2 separate regions of the Pan troglodytes genome follow, and region 2 is linked to region 1. Evidence: chromatin contacts called from public HiChIP or PLAC-seq data. All regions are on one chromosome and are shown on one strand. The core of a region is the stretch at or near the end of the contact, and the rest is flanking DNA. Distances in the headings are between cores, read along the strand shown.

Evidence for each region. HiChIP or PLAC-seq counts read pairs in DNA pulled down with a chosen protein or histone mark.
Region 2: a contact with region 1 is called in an H3K4me3 HiChIP or PLAC-seq map of stem cell-derived excitatory neurons, with 6 times the contacts expected there. The contact joins the promoter of CD164 here to the promoter of FOXO3 in region 1. A contact is called at or near these places in 1 of 7 Hi-C or Micro-C datasets (stem cell-derived neural progenitor cells) and 1 of 1 datasets of contacts at active chromatin or transcription factors (stem cell-derived excitatory neurons).

Annotation. Positions count from the first base shown.
Region 1 is chr5:120,474,656-120,477,861 of NHGRI_mPanTro3-v2.0_pri, forward strand. It overlaps FOXO3 (forkhead box O3), which reads left to right and starts at 1,579. Exons shown (of 4, transcript XM_016956082.4): 1 at 1,579-1,834; 2 at 2,918-3,206. The coding sequence starts at 3,041.
Region 2 is chr5:121,299,783-121,302,988 of NHGRI_mPanTro3-v2.0_pri, forward strand. It overlaps CD164 (CD164 molecule), which reads right to left and starts at 1,553. Exons shown (of 5, transcript XM_009451804.3): 1 at 1-1,553.

The DNA of each region.
Region 1 (3,206 bases), core at 329-2,828:
CAGTCGAGTGCGCTGCAACTTTCCGCCCCCGACGCCTCCTCTTCGCTGGCAGACCCACCGCCCCAAGTCGGCTGCCTTCCTCCCGTCCGCTGTCCTCTCGCGTCCCCCCTTGAACCCTCCCACCGCCAGCGCGCGAAGGATTGGTTTCTAGTGCGCCCTCTCCCTTTTTCCCTCTCCTCTCTCTCCTTCCTTAGAATTTTACTCGATTGTTTATTATTTGCTGGGGGGCGGGGGCGGGGGGGCGGAGAGGGGCGTCTGGGGCCTGGAGACTGGTGGCCGCGGCCAGTCAGCGCGCGGCGTGCCTTGACGAGTAAGCGGCGCAGCGAATGGCGACGCGGCGGAGAGCTCCGGGGTCACGCGCGTGTGGATACGATGACATCATCTGTTTGTACGCGTCGAACTAGCTTGGTGCAGGGGCGGGGCCGCGCGTCACTTGAGTGACGGGCGCTGCGCAAAGCCCGGAGCCCGGAGGCGGCTGGGCGGGCTGGCTCTTGCGTACGCTGGGCTGGACCTTTTTGTGTATGGGGTCGTTGAGAAGCCCGCTTCTACACTCTGAGCTATCTCCGGTGACTTACAAGGATTTTTAAAAAAATATATTTATGAACTAGTGTGTAGACTTTTGGTGTGCATGTCGCGTGTGGTGCATTCGTAGAGTACAAATAAACGATTTGGGGCACGGATCGTAGAATAAGGACTTGTGCAGATGTTTTTCGTTTAACCTAAAGGATACGTCTTTTTTTAAAAGTCAAAAATGCCCACGTAGCGGTTTTGTCGTCATTTACAAATTAGATTAAAATTATTTCCCCTTCTCAGTTGTTCGGAATCTGCTCTTGAATGTAGGACGGGGGTAAATTTGCATTTCTTCCGGAGTTAGTTACACCTCTCCCCCGTTTGCCATGAAACCCATGAAAAGTGAAACACGACTGTGGTCCACCGTCCGAGGTGAGAGACTCAGTGCAAACCTTTTGGTGCCTGATCGAAATCTGTGAGCATCAGCTTATCGAAGTTCTGCAGGCACCAACATCTTCGCCGTTCAGTATTTCCACACCGCGATAACCCTGCCCATCTTGCGGCCAGCATCTTATCTCGGGTGTTACCTGGTGTCGCGTTCTAACAGGGAACCGGACACCGGGGCTGGCCCAGAGCCCGGCGGGCGGACGCGCAGGCCAGGGACCCCCTGGTACCAGGCGCCCTGCCCGGAGTCAGGGAGGCCACGCCGCTGCGCTCCTTGGAGCGTAGGAGGCTGTGCGCTCCTGCCGCTCCCCCTTCTCCCTCCTCTCCCTCCTCTCCCTCCTCTCCCCCCTTCTTCCTCCTCTCCTCCCTTCTCCCCCCTCTCCCGGGCCAGCGCCGCGCTTTGTTGTCGTTGAGGCTCTCGGGAGGGAGGAGGAGCCCAGCGGGGACAGCAGCGGGAGCCCGCCGAGTCCCGGCCCACGGCGCGCGCCCGGACACCCACGCCCGCAGCCCCGCGGAGCCGGGCCGCGCAGGCGCGCGCGAGCTCACACACGCGCACTCACACACGCACGCCCGCCGCGCGCCCGGCCCGCCGCCCAGCCCTCCCCCTGGGCGGGGACCCGCCCGCCGTCAGCCTAGGTTGAGGCGCCCTGCGTGTGTCTATAACTTTGTGCTGCTGCCGCGGCCGCCCTGCTCGTGGAAGGGAGGAGGAGGAATGTGGAAGGCGGCGGCGCGCGAGCTGACAGGCGGTTCCTCGGGCGGGCTGCGGCGACGGCCCGAGCGCTTCTCCTTCGCCGAGGTTGCGCGCCCCCTCCTCGCCGTGCCCCGGGCCCGCGCGGGATCGTGCGTCGTCCCGCCGCGTCCCTGAAGGGAAGGAAGCGAGGTAGGCGCCGGAGCCGTGCAGCGGGCGGCCGCCTTCCCGGTGACTCCGGATCTGCTTCCGAGCTGGGCCGGGCGCTTCCCTTTCCCCTCCCTGAGCCGCGGTGTGCGCGCCCCCCTTCTCGCCCGCTAGTGTTTTTAAAGGACTCAGGGGAAGGGGGAAACTGTCAAGATGGCAGCAGCGGGAGCAAGGAGGTGATGAACGTGCTGGTCCGGGTTTTCTAGCAGCCCGGGAGACTTGGCGCTTCCCGACCTGTTGGAAGATTTATGTTCCGACTCGCTCCCTCCCCCGGATCCCGACTGGGAAGGGGGCGGAGGGGACGACGTCCGCGAGAATGCAAACCACACAAAACCCCGAAGTGGCCGTCCCCGCCGGGCTCGAACCTCTGCGAACACCCGCTGGGCTGCTGCTCCCCCTTCTTTCTGTCTTTCCTTTATTTTTTGGAAGTGACAAGGGCCCATCTGCGCCCAGACCCCCGTTCGCCCTCTGGCCCGCGGGCGAAGAGGGGAGAGGGAGCTGCCCGCGCAGTCCCCGGGCTCGGGCCATTCGACCGGGTGGGGGGTGACGGGGGGTCGTGGGGGGTCGCGGAGGCGGCCGGGCCGGGATAAGGGGAGAAGAGCCGAAGACAGCACAGACTTGAGCGGCGGCGCCGCGGGAGGCACTAGAGCGGGCCCGAGCGAAACATAAACAAACGCACGCACACCCGAGCTCGGGCTCTGACCGCGGCTCGGCTGCGCCAGCTCCGGCCGCTGCCCGCTTTAAAGGCGCGGCCGCCCCTCCCCCGGGCGCCCCTCCCCCTTCTCCCCGCCCCGCCGCCTAGCCCGGGAGGGACCTGCGGCTGGGCGGCGGGGGGAGGGGGCTGCCCCGCGCGAGGCCGTCGATTCGCTCGCGGCTCCCTCGCGGCCTGGCCGGGGGGCGGTGTCTGCTGCGCCAGGTTCGCTGGCCGCACGTCTTCAGGTCCTCCTGTTCCTGGGAGGCGGGCGCGGCAGGACTGGGAGGTGGCGGCAGCGGGCGAGGACTCGCCGAGGACGGGGCTCCGGCCCGGGATAACCAACTCTCCTTCTCTCTTCTCTCGTGCTTCCCCAGGCGGCGGCGGCGGCGCCCGGGAGCCGGAGCCTTCGCGGCGTCCACGTCCCTCCCCCGCTGCACCCCGCCCCGGCGCGAGAGGAGAGCGCGAGAGCCCCAGCCGCGGGCGGGCGGGCGGCGAAGATGGCAGAGGCACCGGCTTCCCCGGCCCCGCTCTCTCCGCTCGAAGTGGAGCTGGACCCGGAGTTCGAGCCCCAGAGCCGTCCGCGATCCTGTACGTGGCCCCTGCAAAGGCCGGAGCTCCAAGCGAGCCCTGCCAAGCCCCCGGGGGAGACGGCCGCCGACTCCA
Region 2 (3,206 bases), core at 303-2,802, 830 kb after region 1:
CACGACGCAGCTGGACTTGTCTCATGCCTGCGATAGGGACGGCCCCCACCCTAACTTGCATGGAACAGTCGACATGATGTGGCCTACTGCTTCCACCTGAGCGCCCCGCCAGGCCGTAATTCCGCGGGCCCACGTGACCTCCGGGGCCGCGCCTTCCGGACGCAACTCCGCTGGGGCGGAAGTTGGTTTTGTGCGGCTCTCAAGAACTAAGTTTGTGCTGTGCTGCGGGATCCCCAGGGAGCTTCCTTATGTCTTCGGCAGGACCCCTTCTTTTTTTCTTGAAGATTGATTTTGCTAGAAGTTATCCTGTGATGGGACTCCCTAGGGGAATGGAGGCACCACGTGGTTAAGGAGTTTGTGCGTTGCCGCCCACATAGTGTGGGCAGCTGAGGCGCCGCCCGGATCAGAGCCGCAGGGCGTCTACTCTGTCACTTTCCCAACCTGACTTTTCCGGATTGCTATTTCAGACGGCGGTTGCAGCAGCAGACCTGTCTCAACTCCACCACTGTAGTCAGAGAATCAAAAGCGGTCTGAGTTGCCAGGCCATTGGGGCGGCCCCCACCGCCACATTACCAGTGAGGAAACTGAGACTTAGAAAAGTGACCTGACCTGGACACGGGATTGCCTGACATCAGAGCTGGATTCTTAAGTTCCTGTTAGTGTTAAGGCGCTGCTCAGACTTTTAGTAAAGGTGAGCGCCATCTACTGCCAAGTCTCACAAAATATTCGCAAAATTTGATACGGTTATCACATGGTAAAAATTAGACTTTAAAAGTTGTATTTAATGCTGTGTTTTCAGCTGTTGTACACTTATGTAATTTTAATTATGCAAAGTTATCCTAATAATATAGGAATATTAATTGTTTTCGTGAGGTCTGTTTTGATGTGCCACGATGACTTTTTTGATGTGCCAAAAAAGATGACTACATAGTGCTTTTACCTTTTTGCTCAAATAGAAAGATTTTATTTCCCCTTGGGATCTTTTCAGTGTCGTCCTTCTGTACCCTCAGGACTATGAACATTTGTTCCAATGACTACGCTAGTTGGAGTAGTGTTGCTTGGATGTAAACAAAAAGCTGATAGTTTTGACTGATCCAGCCCAGAAGCATGAGAATGCTGTCAGGGAAGTGAGCTCCCACCATAAGCCCTTCAAAGAAGTGTCTGCTCTTCTCTCAGGAGGCCTCTCTCTATATTTAACACTTGACTATCTGGCACCCAGACCAAAAGAAAGCGCAAGGCAACTTTAATTTTTTTTTAAGGTTAAGAATGTAAATAGGGGCCGGACGCGGTGGCTCACGCCTGTAATGCCAGCACTTTGGGAGGCCAAGGCGGGTGGATCACCTGAGGTCCGGAGTTTGAGACCAGCTTGGCCAACATGGTGTAAACCGCGTCTCTCCTAAAAATACAAAAATTAGCCGGGCATGGTGGCACGTGCCTGTAATCCCAGCTACTAGCAGGGCTGAGGCAGGAGGATCGCTTGTATCCGGGAGGCGGAGGTTGCAGTGAGCCGAGATCACACCACTGCACTCCAGCTTGGGGAACAGAGCGAGACTCGTCTCAAAAAAAAAAAAAAAATGTAAATAGAAGCTCTGTTCTCAGAGCTTGGTGTGTTATCTTCTTTCCACCCTAGGATAAACACACTCCTCTGTGCAGACCATTGTTTAACAATTTGTCACCTGGATGTTTAACTCTAGTCCTCAGATATTCCTCAGTCCTGATAAAGGGACATTTCACGCTCTTGTTTTAAGACTAGAAAACCATTGGTTTATTTTATTTTGCATGGCAACTGTAGAGGTAGATCAAGGGAGTTCCAAAGTCATTTTCACCATTTCAGAGAGACAGCTTTTTTTTTTTCAGTTCCTGACAGTAAGCTTCTGTTTATTGTTGTCATAAAGCAGGGTTTCTCAATCTTGGCGCTATCAAGATTTCAGGCTGACTCATTCTTGCTTGTCCTGTGCATTGTTGGATATTCGGCAGTATTCCTAGCCTCTACACACTAGATACCAGAAGCACCCCACCTTTCAGTTGTGACAACCAAAAATATCTCCCAATATTGTTAAATGTCTCCTGGGGATAAAATCACAATTGAAAGGCACCCTCAGAGAGTTCTTCTGTGTGCAAGGTCAGCCATCACTCAGGTTATTTCCTCTTAGACACATTGCTTGCAATTAGATTGTCGATTGGTTGTTAGAGCGACCTTCTTAACCATTTATTTTCTTGAAAGCAGCAAGACAGAGTGCTTCTGCGCTTGTGAATCTTCTAGCAGTATAAGCTCCCTCTAAGTTTTTTAAACAGCAGATTTTTAAACAATGCTTCAGCCTTGTGTCAGCACCTTTCCCCAAATAAACAGATCAACACTCCAAACAGGACCCTGCCTTCTAGCTATAACTAACATCCAGTGGCCCCTTAATAATCAGAGTTTTGCCTCCACTACTTGATAGCAAGAAGTACAAACCCCCTTGTACTAGCTTATGTTAAAGGGAATCCATTCACTGTAAGAATATGACAGTAAATCTTATAGGCATTCAGGGGTGGGAAATCAAGTGTGTGAGGGCCAAGGGAGACTTGAACTTAAAAGGAGGAATCCCTAGCACGTGGAGCTGGTTTGCTAGGACTTCGTTTCAGGCTTCAACCCTACAGGACATTGCCAGATCTATAGAGCCACAGCCAATCATCTCCATTGCCCAGTATTCCAGTTATATAGCTCTTGGAAGAGATAACTTGACTCAGTACCATGCCTTCCCAACCTGTCTGTTACCTACTCTCTGCTCTGACTCCATCCATGCAGTCTACACTAGAGCTCCCTGAACTTCCAGTTCTCCTAACTGGTCATGTTTTCTTTTGCATGTGGATCTTCATCCATGCTATTTCTTCTGCCTAGAATATTGTTATTCCCTTCTGGCATCTGACCAACTCCTACTTCTTTCAGGTCTCTCAGCTAAGCTGTCACTCCCATCTTAAGCTATCCTTAAAATATTCAACTACCCCTTTCTCCCCACTCCCAGACTATAAAAGGTGTTCCTGCTCTGTGCACCCTGGACTTGCCCATAACAAAGCATATACTGCATTATATAGCAGTTGTCTTTCTCACTAGATTAACTGAGAAATAGTGCTCACCAGTTTATTCCCTGCACTTAATTTTAAAAAAATGAATAAATGAACAAACTGGCTTATTTCAGTCAGTTGTCCACCCTTGCCAAAAATTA